3 separate regions of the Mus musculus genome follow, and regions 2 and 3 are each linked to region 1. The links are chromatin contacts, called in public promoter capture Hi-C maps. All regions are on one chromosome and are shown on one strand. Each heading gives the region's core, a stretch centred on a gene start, on an enhancer-like site or on the middle of the called end of the contact. The rest is flanking DNA. Distances are from core to core; before and after follow the strand shown. Region 1 holds the start of Ica1 (islet cell autoantigen 1). Region 2 overlaps Umad1 (UMAP1-MVP12 associated (UMA) domain containing 1). Region 3 overlaps Umad1 (UMAP1-MVP12 associated (UMA) domain containing 1).

Region 1 (4,999 bases), core at 662-3,161:
TGCAAGATGAAGCAACAGATCACCTAGAAACTAATGGAAGTGTTGTAAAAAGAGAGAAATTTTTACTTTTTTATATTGATTTCTGTTATGTGGATGTTTTGCTTGCATGTATGTTTGTGTACTCTGGTGCCCATGCAGGTCAAAAGAAGGTGTTGGATCCCCTGGAACTAGAGCTATGGATGGCTACAAGCCCCCATGTGGGCACTGGGAATTGAAACCAGGTCCTCTGGAAGAGTAGCCAGTGATCTTAACTTGTGAGCCATCTCTCCAGTCCAGGAGGAGAGAATTTTTTTAGTGGAAAGGTAAAAGTACCCTGGGGTGATGTAGGATGAGCAGAACTATTTTCTTCCTCAAATCCTATCCTAAGCACTAGAACAAGGCTGGAGGTGAAGAAAAGTCACTTAAAGCTATGCATGGGAGGACATCCTATCATCTAACCATTCAGCATCCATCCCAGGCAGGAGGATCTCTGGTTCCAGTCCAACTTGGGCTACACAACTAGAACATGCCTCAAAAAAACAAATTAAATAAATGAATAAGACATCACTTAAGGTGTGCTCTTAAAGTCTCTGGGAGCTAGGGGGATTCTGTTCACACTGGCCAGACCCTGCTTTCATCCTGTGGGTTCTTCGATGGCAGGTACTGTCTTTGAAGGCTAAACTCAGCCTCTGTGACTGACAGGCTCTCAGACTTCTGGCCAAGGTGTCTGCCTTAGCCCTTAAATGGTTCTGTAAATCTACTTCTTTGTTCTTTCCAGAGCTTAGGTCCCAGTGAACTATGCTTCTAGGGGACACTTTCAACACATCAGACACTGGCTTTCTTATAAAAAAAAAAAAATGCATTTGCCTCAAAACCAATCTTTGATAAGTGAGTGGAATTCTTATATTTTCATGTAATTAATAAATTGCGACTGGTATGAAGACTGGTATGAGTCAAGGGAAATTTGGCCCTTCAGCGTACCTCTGATGTTAGAAGAAATTAGCATTTCTTTCTATGTTTGGACACTTTTCTTACTTTGCTTTCCTAGGGACCAAGCCCAGGGCTTTGTGCATGCTAGGTAAGTGTTCAGCCACTGAGTTATCCCTAACCATGCTTTAAACCCCACTCTCTCCTCAGGTTAAATCTTGGTTCAGACAACCCTAGGTTCAACCCTGGTTCTTCACTACTGAGCCATGCCAAGGCTATCAGATCCACCAGTCTTCCGTAGGGAACTCTGAGCTACGGTATCTTCACCCTTAAAACGGGGATAATTTTAACCACCATATTGGGCCATCAAAAAATTCAGTGTGAAGGACACAGTATTGGTTTGGCACCCAGGAAACAACCCTTTTATGTTAGCTGTGGATTTCTGGCTTGTTTGCATTATTACTAAGTAATTTTTCTTTCCACCTACTAGCTGTTCCTAGCAGTGATCATTCAACAAACTTCTCTATGACATCGAAGGAGGGGTGAGCCCAGTATCTCTATCAGTATAGACAGCATTGGGAACCATTATTTGATATCCCTCTCCTGTGATATGCAAGGTACTCCAGAAACTGAGGTTTGTGTTTTGTGACAAAGGATAAGAAGAGATGAAACACTGTCTAAAGTAAGTATAGGTGACTGATATGGCATATGGATATTAAAAAAAAGTGTGTAAATACATACCCAGCTGTTTTCTTAACACTGCCTTTTTAGCCTTTAAGCCCAAATTTGGACTCCAGATGCAAACCTACTTGTTTTGGCACTGACCTCACGAAATCTCCTGTCCATTCAAGTAACCAAACTCTATAAAGTAGCACGCACCCTTTACACAAACCGAGGAAGGAACTCTGAGGTGTTCTAGGCGTCAGCCACCTGTAGACAGGTCATTGTGACGCGAACGCTATGGACACGTGGAACACCTGCTAGGGAGCAGGGGCGGGGTCATCTCTGGCAGCAGGTCCAAACGCCAGATACCCTAGACATGGGGGTCACGGGAAAACCCCAGGGAGTAGAGAGAGGGACACTCGGTCCTCTCATCCTTGATCCGCCCCAAACCAGGTGAGACCACCGCCCTCCCCCACCAGGATCCCTGGGTCCTGCAGAGAGTGGCCGCTGTCCCCGCAGGAAGGGAGGCGGCGGGTTCTGGCGGAGGGGAGGGCGCCGGCTCGGGCCGCCGCGCTGCGCTGCGGCGCGCACCGGCTCCGCGTTGCTATTCCGGCTGGCGGCGGCCGCTGCAGGAAGGACCGCTTCCTGCGCTCCCCGCCCCTTCCCTCGCCAGTGCTGACGCTGACGTCGGCGCAGGGAGCTGGAGGGACGCTAGGATCTCCGCCGGGAGGCTCCTGGGGGCCGGAGCACCAAGGTACCTGCCCTCCAGGGCCGGGGCGGGGGCGGGCCGGGCGGGCTGCATGCTGCAGTGGGAGACGCCCGGGTGGCCGGGTGGTCGGGGGCGCCAAGCCAAGGCCGCCTCTACTGCCCTTTGCGGGCTACGGGTTCCAGGCGGGTCACCTCATCCACACACCCACCCCCCCATCGGGTGCGGGAGGAGCATCATCCTCTTCCCTCCCGCAGATCCTCCCTCGGGCCTGGATGTGTGGAGGATGCGCGCGCCCTAGGAGCGTGCGTCAGCCCCCAGGGAGCGGGAGGGAAACCAGAGAGCACCTGCGCCCATACCCAAGCCGGTGCTGGCCTACCCTTCCCTTCCTCCCAGGTCCCCTCTGGACTGGGATTTTCGTCTAGAGCTGACTTGTTGACAAGTTCACCTGCAGCGGTATCTGACGTTTACTTTTGCCGTTCCTCCTATGCTAGTCTTTGGCAGGGACTGCTAAGAGCCGATGGGTACCTTTTTTGTAATGACTGGTGCCAGGAGGCCTGTGGTTGGCCCCTGCGGGCTAGGAAGAGTCACTGAGCACGCCACGTTCTTGCAAACCCTGGCACGCGGGGTTTCTTTGGGTGCTGCGCTGCTGACTCCGCCTTTCCTGGCCCAGGCTTGATGCAGCTCCTGTTTCCTCTGAAAGTAATATCCTGTTATGCCAGTCTTTCTCCCAAGCGGCTCCCCCGTTAACCTTCACACTATCTTTTGACTTGTAGGGTTCCAAAGCCTCTGAACCACTCTTTGGAGCCTTTAACGTGCCATATCCGTGAATAACGTTTGGGGTCTTTTGGTGGGCATTAAGGTCTAGAAATGAGACTATATTCTCCATTTTTAGATAGCATTGAATCTAGCACAAGAAGGGTTTATCCATCAACCTGAGCAGCTGCTAACTAAACATTCCATGGACCTGGAAAAGACATCACCAGCTGGTTTGAAAATGGTTATGAATGGAGGAAGACACATGGAGTATTTGCTGACCATTATGGTTCTTTAAGCGATAACTTACTGCATGTGTGAGTGTTTATATCGGCAGTCTCTCAGATTGGCTCCCATGATCCTCTGGTTTAAATCTGACATCTTGACCGCTCAGAAGTTAGGGAATAAAATAGGACACGATTATGAAATTCACACTCCAAAATGTTTCTTACCCTTTGTTCAACACACACATACACACCACACACACACACACATACACACACCACCATACACACACACACCACACACACACACACACACACACACACACACACATGTCTGCTGTGCATGATGTGTGAACACTTGCATGCCCCACATGTGAAGGTCAGAGAATAATAATTCTGTGGCTTTGGTTGCCTCCTCTACCTCTACATAGGTTCCTGGTGTTCAGTTCAGGTTGCCAACTTTGTACCCTAAACACCTTTGCCTGCCCCGCCATCTCCCTGCCCACTCTGAATTGTTTCTGATCCTTTTTAGGTCTCAGCTTTTATTTGTATGTATTTATTTATTTTTATTAATCATTTTATTCCTTTACATTTCAAATGATATCCCCCTTCCCGGTTACCCCTCCACAAGCCCCCCATCCCCCCTCTTCCCCCTCACCTTCGCCTCTATGAAGGTTCTCCTCCATCCACTCCCCCACTCCCACCTCACTGCTCTAGCATCCCCCTACACTGGGGCATCAAGCCTCCACAGGACCAAGGGCCTCCTTTCCCATTGATAAGTCCCAAAGGCCATCCTCTGTTATATGTGTTTCTGGAGCCATGGCTCCCTCTATGTGTACTCTTTGGTTGGTGGTGTAGTCCCTGGGAGCTCTGGGTGGTTCAGGTAGTTGATATTGTTCTTCCTATGGAGTTGCAATCCCCTTCAGCTCCTTCAGTTCTTCCTCTAGCTCTTCCATTGGGGTCCCCAGGCTCAGCCTGATGGTTGGCTGTGAGTATCTGCATCTGCATTGGTCAGGTGCTGGTCGAGCCTCTCAGGGAACAGCCATAGAGGTTCTATGAGCTTTTATTTAAAAAACATCTTTCTAGAGACTACTATAGGGTCAAAGCAAGGGTATGATCTATAGTCTCTCAAACACATTCGGTGTTAGCCCAGTTCATGTGTTCAGATTGAAGGAAATGTTATTTTATAATGTCATTTCTTATTCTTAGGAAAATGGTTCAATGTTATTAAAAATGAATCTTAAGAAAACATAGCAGTTAAACTACAGAGTTCTGCTACATGTAAGAAGTGGAGAAACCTGAGATTAATAGATCACTGACCCTTGATTCTCCACTGAAAGCTAAAGACACCAGCTGGTAATTGCCTATGATTTTATAGCCCTTCCTCCATCTGGTAGACCCAAGTAGCAAGCTGTGGTACATAGCATCTTCACTTCGGTATCTAAACTTATGAAAAGTGCACTAAATCTTGTTCTCCAGTAGAAAATCTTCAACGTGACCATTTTCAGTGTATCTGATGGTACAAGTACACTGTTTTCTCCAGGTGGAAGCAGCTTTATTAGTGGGAGGGGGTCACTGGTGTGTGACAACTGTGACAAGATCTAGTAGAGAAAACTCGTATTGAACATGAACTCCGTGTTACAGAAACCCACAGGAGAGGGTGGGGAAGATGATAGGTCATCCGAATCAGGAAACATGTCCCCACTGTACCAGGCGATCCTGGCATCTGGAAGCCAAAAGATAG
Region 2 (5,009 bases), core at 1,649-4,148, 440 kb after region 1:
GACCTCTTGTAAGAGAAACTAGATTCTTTAGTTTCTGCCCTTCAGACTGCAGAGCAGCCAGAAGGCTGAATCCCAAAGACTACAAACCAGATCATTCACAAAAATTCCTCTATAGATGTTGGCCTAAAGCTGGTTTGGGTTCATAAATAGTGGTTCAAGAATCCAAAAGTGAGTAGATCTGACACCATGTGATCAAAACCTTTATAAAATCAAGTGGAGGAACTGACAAGGTGTCTAGGCTGAAACCAGATGAAGCCAACCTAGGACACACAGATAACATATTTTAGTATATAAATAATTATTTTTTCAAAATTACTTGTATTTATAATTACTATAGATTCTCAGAAAGATAAAATTATAAAAGGAAGGCTTAGTGTTTTCTGTTATTTTAAAAATAATTCCTAATGTTAAATATTCTTTTGGTAGAATGTATCAGTCATTGCTAACTTTAGGTATATCTACATTCTCTGTATTCTCTACTGTACCTATACAACTCTACATGGTAGGAAATGCTGTGTTCATTTAAGAAAAGCTAATTCAGTTACAAGTGTGGACACAAGATTTAAGTCTAAGCTAGACATGCGATCAGTACTGCCTTAACATAGGCAAATTAACTAAACATCAAAAATGATTCATTTACATCTACTTCTAAAATAAATTGAAATATTTTTACCTTCTGGAACACAGCACACACACAAAAAAAATCCCTTGTCTTTATAGATCTCTCAAAAGGAGGAGGACAGTGTCCCCTCCTCTCACTCCTCCTCCTGGGCTATAGTCACATACTTTTAAGATAACAAATTGAATATGAATTATAATAGGAGAAGTCTCAAGGGGAATTTTTCCTCTAAGGAAGAGGATTAAATGGAAACATAGGGGAAAAAAAAAAAAGGATCAGGGTGTCTTTGAAGATCAGGGGCCTCAAGCCCCCAGAATGGAAAACAAACTGAATAATAACTGTTTATGAACAGATATCCATTTACCAACTGCTAACACATTTATATGTTCCTTTCTTCATAACAGAAATTCATATTCCAAAGAGGTCAGAATTCCAATCATTTAAATAGAAGATGCACATTAAGTGAGTATAAAATAGGATCCAAATCTTACAAAATGTCACAACCTAACAGCATTGCAGAATTATCTAGAAACTTTTAACAGAATTCCAAGCTGATTACAAATCTATATGTGCTTATTAAAACAGTAAGTCTAGAAAATTAAATAAGTATATTCTCCATATTGAAGAAAACAAGGGCTTTTTTCAGAAAATACTATCCAAAACAAGAAAGTCTGACAATTAATTATATATTTATGCAGAGACCTTTGGCAGAATAGGCATGTTATGGGGAATAAACATGACCAACACCATACATTAAAGATCTGTGTGCAGCATCCTATAGCAGACTGACCTTGTGACCTATGCACAGAGGGAATGGAAGCACAAAGGGAAATATCCTGGGGCATTGGAAGAACCTTAGCACTGTCTAAATCAGTCCCTCTTAAGGACTGGTTCTAGGGAGTGACTGAGGTTTCTTTTCATTCAAACCAAGACTGAACTAGGTTTCCATCCAGCATTGTCATCAATAATCTCACACATTACCCAGGTCACTCACTTTAATTCTTAGTGTCCCTGAACATGATGACAAGCTCTTTTTTTTTTTTTTCCGACACAGAGTATAGCCCTGGCTGTCCTGGAACTCACTTTGTAGACCAGGCTAGCCTCGACAAGCTCTTTTTTAAGTAAATCCACAGGAATAGATCAGTGTGTCCTCATTTATGATTACATTAAAATTTCAGCCTAAAAATCCTGGAATTTCTAGACAGTTTTGTCACTTGTCTGAACTCCCACACACAGAACTACTTTTTCATTTCTCAGTAATTATCTTCAACCTAATGGGTACTACTGCATCCTATCAACAAGTTTGGTAGCCCCTGCTTCTCTAATAGCACTACATATAACTTAGTTTCTACATAACTTCTTTGATGTCACTAGTCACCAGCTCCAGAGCCACAAGTTCTAACAAATACTACTTACTTGAAAATTAAAGGATGTCTATTTTTAACTTGTTCTCTTACTCCATCTATCCAGTTACATTTGCTAGTATACACATATATAACTATTCCTGTACCTTGCCTCATAGTCACATTGGCTTTCAAATAGCCCTAAGTCCTCTGAAATGCTGTATTCTTAAAGTATGAACAGGTCTAAGTGCAGTGAGAAATTAACATTATATACACACTTAACGAATACATTTTGGTTACCATTATTTAGTTTAGAGGTAATTTCTTATCTTTTATCACTCTAATTTTTAAAAAAATATTTCTTCTGAAAAAAAGTTTCTTTTAATAGGCTTAGAAATCATCTTGGAATCTGTTTGCCAATACGAAAGCCTTTTCCTTTCCTGGCATATGCTAGACTGTAGCGAGATGCATGGAGAGAAAGAAGACAGATTTTTCACCTTTTTGCACACTGATTAAAATGTGAAAAAGAGTATTCAGACTTGAATGCTGAAATCCCACCTAGCACTAAGGAAGAACCAAATTGTTTTTGTGAGTGTGGGTCACTTTGCATGCATTTGTGGTAGTGCCCATGGTCAGGAGGTCACGAGATAATAGGAGGGAGGCAATTCTCTCTTGTCCCCATGTGAATCCAGTTGATGACTTTAGATAGTGGGGCCTGGGGTAAACACACTTATACTCTGAGCATCTCACCAGCCTACGAAGGACCAGATTCTTATGAGAGCTATCAACCATGAGAGAGTTCTCTTCCTTCAATGCTGCTGACTACAGAGAGCCTCCAGTTTTCTTTTTTTAACAAGGTTTCTGTTACCTCAGTGAAGGCTGTTAGTGAGGAAACGCAGAATGACCTTACTGTAAAGGGAGCTAGTGATTGGCAGGGAAATGAGGAACTAAAGAAGACTTTAAATTTTATAAGCAGAAATACAACTTTACTGGTGACAGTGCAGGTTTTTAAAAAAATGAAACATCGCAGGTGAACCGATGCCTATCCACCCCGAACAGAGCAGAATGTCAGCGAAGTAAAAGAACTCATTACTCTAAGAGTTGGGGTTTAATTCTGAGATGGATTTAGGGCTACTTTGGGGTTTTGAGCACAGAAATGACATGGTCTTACATATTTAAAATAAACAACTTTGAAGCTGTATAAAGACTACAGAAATAGAAAACAATACTATATGACTAATAAATAGTTATGAATCAGAAGTTGCTCTAGAAAGGAACATAAAAAAATAGTTAAAAAAGGCAAGACTCCTAAAGAAATGTCCAACATCCTTAGTCATCAGGGAAATGCAAATCAAAACAACCCTGAGATTCCATCTCATACCAGTCAGAATGGCTAAGATCAAAAATTCAGGTGACAGCAGATGCTGGCAAGGATGTGGAGAAAGAGGAACACTCCTCCATTGCTGGTGGGATTGCAAGCTGGTACAACCACTCTGGAAATCAGTTTGGTAATTCCTCATTAAATTGGACATAGTACTACTTGAGAACCCAGCTATACCACTCCTGGGCATATACCCAGAAGATGCTCCAACATGTAATAAGGAACATATTTCACTATATGCATAGTAGCCTTACTTTTAATAGCTAGAAGCTGGGAAGAACCCATATGTCCCTCAACAGAGGAATGGATACAGAAAATGTGGTACATTTACACAATGGAGTACTACTCAGCTATTAAAAACAATGAATTCATGAAATTCTTAGGTAAATGGATGGAATTAGAAAATATCATCCTGAGTGAGGTAACCCAGTCACAGAAAAACACACACTAGGTATGCACTCACTGATAAGTGGATATTAGCCCAGAAGCTTGGGATACCCAAGATACAATTCACAGACCACATGAAGCTCAAGGAGAAGGAAGACCAAAGTATGGATGTTTCGGTCCTTCTTAGAATGGGGAATGAAATACCCATGGGAGGAGATACAGAAACAAAGTATGGAGCAGAGACTGAAGGAGGGACCATGCAGAGACTGCCGCACATTGGGATCCATCCCATATACAGTCATCAGACACTATTATGGATGCCAATAAGTGCTTGCTGACAGGAGCCTGATATAGCTATCTCATAAGAGGCTCTGCCAGTGCCTGACAAATACAGAAGTGGATGCTCACAGCCATCCATTAGACTGAGCATAAAGTCCCCAATGGAGGATCGAGAGAAAGAACCCAAGGAGCTGAAGGGGTTTGCAGCACCATAGTAGGAACAATAATATGAACCAACCAGTAACCCCAGAGCTCCCAGGGACTAAACCTCTGACCAAAAAGTACACATAGAGAGATGCATGGCTCCAGGTGTATATATAGCAGAGGATGGCCTTGTTGGACATCAATGGGAGGAGAGTCCCTTGGTCCTGTGAAGGCTCGATGGCCCAGTGTAGGGTAATCCCAGGACAGGGAACTGGGAGTGGGTGGGTTGGTGAGCAGGGGGAGGGGGGATGGGATAGAAGGTTTTGGGAGGGGAAACCAGGAAAGGAGATATCATTTGAAATGTAAATAAATATCTAATAAAAAAATAAAAAAATAAAACTAAATCCAGTGCTTTGGTGGAAAAACAAAACAAAACAGGATAGTACCTAGGAAGTATTTCTGTTTATAAAAGTATACACACCCCAGTGGGTTTCACAAAGCTTAATGCTAAAGAACTGCCATGCCAGAGTCATTCTAAATAAGTATGACAGAATGCCATTCTTCAATTTATAGAACATTTAGTACCTCAGTGACAATTCAGATTCTCCAGAGTCTTTATTTCTTTGAATAGTGGCCATTAGCTAGAGTTTTTAAGCAATCCATAAAGGCTGTTTATTACGCCCATTCAAAATTCAACTCTTGTTCCCCCTGAATTAGTGCCCTTGGCATGATCCAATCTTTTTGTACAGTATACCTTTTGATGTCAGAAAAATATCATAATTCATCTTTATTGATTTGGTTTTATGTTCCATTATCTGAAGTCTGCCAATTCTTTAATAAGTAAACATGAAGGCTA
Region 3 (4,479 bases), core at 709-3,208, 500 kb after region 1:
CTAGCCCAACTGGGTTTTAACAAAAAAAAAAAAAAAATAATAATAATAATAATAAAATAAAATAAAATAAAATTCTCCTAGAATCTGCAAACAGAATAACCCCACACCTAAATGGAAAATAGCCACAGAGCTAGAAAAGAAAAGGAAGAAAGGAAAATGAATACAACTAGTGTTTTCTGCCTTGTATCATATTAAAACGAAAGGACAGGAAAATGTTCAACTCCAGATATTTGCTACACAACATGCACCCCTATGTTGTGTGACTATTGTTTTGCCGGCTTATGTATCACCGTAATGTGACATATACTAAATACAGAAATATATTCAAGTCATAATACTGTGTATAATTTTGAATAGTTCTTGGTCTACAGAGAATGATAGAAGTTAACTTCTTTTTTAAAAGCTATTACTAAAATTGAATTTAAAAAAATTAAGTCACGGATGCTTTAAAATGCACTAAAAGTTCCTTACAGCATGAGGGATAAAATTCTAATGTCTCAGCCTATCACAAACTACCTTCCCAGACCGGTTTTTCCTCAGTGACCCTGATATACTCTCTCTAGCCAAGCAGCAACTTTTCAACGGCCCTAAGTAGGCCTTATCTTGTTCTGCGTTATCACCTAAGAATGCTTTGTTCTCCCACCAGCACCTTAGGAAAGAATGATTTCAGCAACTCTTGAACACTGCCATCCCTACAATACTGCATGTTGTTTAGAAGGATGTCAGAGTTCTGACACATAGGGAGAACACCTTGATGAGCTAGAGCAGAATTAAGGAACAAATACTGTGAAAATTCCATCCCTTACACACAGCTGGGAGAATAAGAACTTTCATTACCTAATGAAGTTAAATGAAAAAGCCTCTAACATTTGCCTTGGAACTTAAAGGTCAAGAGTAAAAATAGAGATCACTATGATAAATTAAATATATTTGAGTTTTTCTGGTTATAACTATACAAGGTCAAGAACAAATTACTTTTTAAATCCATGAATACTTTTTAAAGATCTGTGCATTTGTTCTGTAAGGACAGGAGTTAAAACAGGAAGCACATTATGAAAACCTATTTAGTTTTGCTGTCACAATTAAAGCCTTTGGCTCCACACAGAATGAAAGTTACTTACTATTTCCCATTCTGTGGAATGTACATTTTCATTGTACACAGCTAAGCCTTCATTAAAAAAAAAAGAAAGGAAGAAAGAAAGAAAGAAAGAAAGAGAAAAACAGAGATGGGAAAAAAACCTTTTAAAAGTCCTAAATAAAAATAAAATAGGCTTACTGAAATATATGTGCATGCTTTAATTCCCAGAATCAGGAATATAATAGGAAAGAGTCTTTAAGACGACTGATAAAATCTAATTTCATACTTAAGCTCCAAGAAAGGGGGAAACTAAGATATGCACTTCAATATCAAATACTTAAAGATGAAATCCAAACTACTATGAATTACTAAATTAGTTTTAATTTAAAAGAAGCTTAGAGTTATTGTGTCCTACTTTAAGTGCCTGCATATACTGAAGAACGAAATGGGTTCAGCCGTACTGTCATACAATTCTTTTTGTCTCTGTGATAGTTTACTTGCCCAATTTCATTCTCACTCCTCTAAAATTATACTCAATATCTGGTCAACAATATTACTGGAGCAAGAACAATAATCTACATTACTTCTTTTCATTTTATATTCTATTTTTGCTTTAACATAATAAGCTAATGCATGCCTTTGTCTTGGTATTGGATAGAATTATCTGCCAACCCTGCAAAACCCTTTCCTAATTTAAAATAACTACAAGGTTGCACATTACACTAGTAAATTTGTAATCAACTTAAAGATAATGTGTTAAAAGCACAATTAAATGTGTCATAACAGAAGAAGGCCTTGGTAATTACAAACAGTGCCTTGCTTGCTAGCTTTTTAAACAGTAGCTCAAGACTGTGAAAAATCGCCACCCAGTGATGCAAAGGGAAACTGCAATTTGTTTTTGTGTAGATGGAGTACCTGGAGGATTACTTCAACTTCATTACTGAATGAGCTCTAGCCTTCTGCTGTGAATTCTGGGTACACAAGGGAAAGCATGTTTTTCTACTAACCCCACCCCTCACTTTATGCTTAGTCTACATGCTCTACAATCTAAAGAGAGCAAAAGCTTCAGAAGTCCTAGTAAAGAAAAAAGCTTTCCATAAACATGAACTAATTTAGTTGTACGTGACTACTCTAAATACTCCTGTTATCAAGTAAAGTGCCTTGGCTGTCCTGGACCTGAAATTTCAAGTGACCATTAAATAGAAGTACTAGCCGAAAGGAGAAGGTATTCTCAGGTGGAAAAGGAAAGGAAAGGGGCACCATTTTCAGATTTAACAGTGTAACTGACTGTGGCCTCTTTAGAAACTGGTCATAGAGGCTCTAAGGAGATACTGTAACCAATTCTAAACAGTCCATACTGGCAGGGGATTGTTTCTCAGTCATAGACTTTCTCACTGAGAAGCCAGAGGATAAGAAAACAAAACCAATCATTTTTTGCTCCTATAATGTTTCTGGTTCAGATACTAATTTAAAAATCTTAGGTGAATATCTATTGGCCGTTTTTAGTGAAAGTTTACCTGCAGGTTCACTGATCCCCAGTAGGTGGCACTGCTTGGGGAAGTTATGGAAGTTATGGACCTGGAGCTTTGCTGGAGGGAGTCTTGCCGGGCCAGCTTCACAGCTTCAGCCGTCTTCCAGTTCTCTCTCCTTGCTTCCTGCTCTGATCCCTCAGCCTCCTGACCTGGCCTCAGGATACCGTACCTTCCTTCCCTGCTGTTATGGACATCTAGTCCTCTGGAAATATGAGCCCAAATAAACTCTCTCTTACAAGTTGCTTTTGGCTGTAGTATTTTCTCACAGCAGAAAAGTAACTAGTACATATTCCAAAATATGTGAATATGGTACCCTGTTAACAATAAAACTATGAAAAAATATACCACTGAACTTATCTTTTCAAAGTATTTTCATATGGTATGCCCTGAGATTAAAGTAAATATTACATAAAGAGACTGCTATAGAGTGACATGACAAAACAGGTAGTTTACCACAATAAAAAAAATTTTAAAGTTTGTCTTTATAAATTTTAATGGTAATACAATAATTCCTAGTAATGGTTAGAATTTTTATCAGTTAAGTCGATTAAGTCTGTGAATGCTAATGATATTTTACTACAAAAACAATACTACTATGAGCCTTCAACTTCCAGGAGGTTAGTTCTATATAATAATTTAAAAATATTTTAGTTATTTAAAATATCGGAGAATAAACAGTGAGGTAGCCAAATTAGGATCCAAACTTAATAAACAGTGATAAAATGCCAAATTCTCCTTTATTTAAAAGAAAGTACATTCATGTTTAAAAGGTAAAGTACACAATTTAATGTTCTCAGGGGTTTTTTTTGTTGTTGTTGTTGTTTCTGTTTTTTGGCTTTTTCTTTTTTTAAAATATTTTTATTAGGTATTTTCCTCATTTACATTTCCAATGCTATCCCAAAAGTCCCCCATACCCCCCCACTCCCCTACCCACCCACTTCCACTTTTTGGCCCTGGCGTTCCCCTGTACTGGGGCATACAAAGATTGCAAGTCCAATGGGCCTCTCTTTCCAGGCCATCTTTTGATATATATGCAGCTAGAGTCAAGAGCTCCGGGGTACTGGTTAGTTCATAATGTTGTTCCACCTATAGGGTTGCAGATCCCTTTAGCTCCTTGGATACTTTCTCTAGCTCCTCCACTGGGGGCCCTGTGATCCATCCAATAGCTGACTGTGAGCATCCACTTCTGTGTTTGCTAGGCCCCGGCATAGTCTCACAAGAGACAGCTATATCAGGGTCCTTTTAGCAAAATCTTGCTAGTGTATGCAATGGTGTCAGCGTTTGGAGGCTGATTATGGGATGGATCCCTGGATATGGCAGTCTCTAGATGGTCCATCCTTTTGTCTCAGCTCCAAACTTTGTAACTCCTTCCATGGGTGTTTTGTTCCCAATTCTAAGAAGGGGCAAAGTGTCTACATTTTGGTCTTCACTCCTCTTGAGTTTCATGTGTTTCACAAATTGTATCTTATATCTTGGGTATCCTAAGTTTCTGGGCTAATATCCACTTATCAGTGAGTACATATCATGTGAGTTCTTTTGTGATTGGGTTACCTCATTCAGGACAATGCCCTCCAGGTCCAACCATTTGCCTAGGAATTTCATAAATCCATTTTTTTTAATAGCTAAGTAGTACTCCGTTGTGTAAATGTACCACATTTTCTGTATCCATTCCTCTGTTGAGGGGCATCTGGGTTCTTTCCAGCTTCTGGCTATTATAAATAAGGCTGCTATGTATGGCTTTTTCTTTTTGCCTTAAACTATTGAGAAGGCTGGGCTGGTTCCACAACAGGCTTCAAATTGGCAGTCAAGGAGACTATGCCTAAGAACGTGGCAAGTCCAGGAAAGCCCAGGCAAGTCAGTTACTAGAAA

What was found. Promoter capture Hi-C pulls out the DNA fragments that hold promoters and counts their contacts.
Region 2: a promoter capture Hi-C map of hematopoietic stem and progenitor cells shows a contact between it and region 1, with 2.3 times the contacts expected there. The contact joins the enhancer-like site here to the promoter of Ica1 in region 1. A contact is called at or near these places in 5 of 39 promoter capture datasets (the C10 cell line, embryonic stem cells, hematopoietic stem and progenitor cells and 2 more), 1 of 15 datasets of contacts at CTCF or cohesin (large pre-B cells), 1 of 115 datasets of contacts at active chromatin or transcription factors (bone marrow-derived macrophages) and 3 of 9 other capture datasets (adipose tissue, liver and pancreatic islet).
Region 3: a promoter capture Hi-C map of the HPC-7 cell line shows a contact between it and region 1. The contact joins the enhancer-like site here to the promoter of Ica1 in region 1. A contact is called at or near these places in 11 of 39 promoter capture datasets (the 3T3-L1 cell line, the C10 cell line, the HPC-7 cell line and 7 more), 1 of 15 datasets of contacts at CTCF or cohesin (stem cell-derived epiblast-like cells), 2 of 484 Hi-C or Micro-C datasets (bone marrow-derived macrophages and nephron progenitors), 7 of 115 datasets of contacts at active chromatin or transcription factors (bone marrow-derived macrophages, embryonic forebrain, embryonic hindbrain and 3 more) and 3 of 9 other capture datasets (adipose tissue, liver and pancreatic islet).

The regions. Positions count from the first base shown.
Region 1 is chr6:8,775,396-8,780,394 of GRCm38.p6, reverse strand. It overlaps Ica1 (islet cell autoantigen 1), which reads left to right and starts at 1,911. Exons shown (of 14, transcript NM_010492.3): 1 at 1,911-2,323.
Region 2 is chr6:8,337,525-8,342,533 of GRCm38.p6, reverse strand. All of the region lies in intron 2 of Umad1 (UMAP1-MVP12 associated (UMA) domain containing 1), which reads right to left. Gm46952 (a long non-coding RNA gene) reads left to right here. Exons shown (of 3, transcript XR_001785197.2): 2 at 1,024-1,081. Among named protein-coding and RNA genes, the nearest start is that of Gm46952, 5.5 kb to the left of the region's middle. Within about 2 kb of position 2,898, at least 20 of the 459 cell types and tissues checked have an H3K27ac peak or open chromatin away from gene starts, as enhancers often do. A contact at or near this core is called in bone marrow-derived macrophages and hematopoietic stem and progenitor cells, where this site is marked.
Region 3 is chr6:8,272,775-8,277,253 of GRCm38.p6, reverse strand. The region is part of intron 2 of Umad1 (UMAP1-MVP12 associated (UMA) domain containing 1); the gene reads right to left. Among named protein-coding and RNA genes, the nearest start is that of Umad1, 16 kb to the right of the region's middle. Within about 2 kb of position 1,958, at least 70 of the 459 cell types and tissues checked have an H3K27ac peak or open chromatin away from gene starts, as enhancers often do. A contact at or near this core is called in the HPC-7 cell line, adipose tissue, forebrain and 1 more, where this site is marked.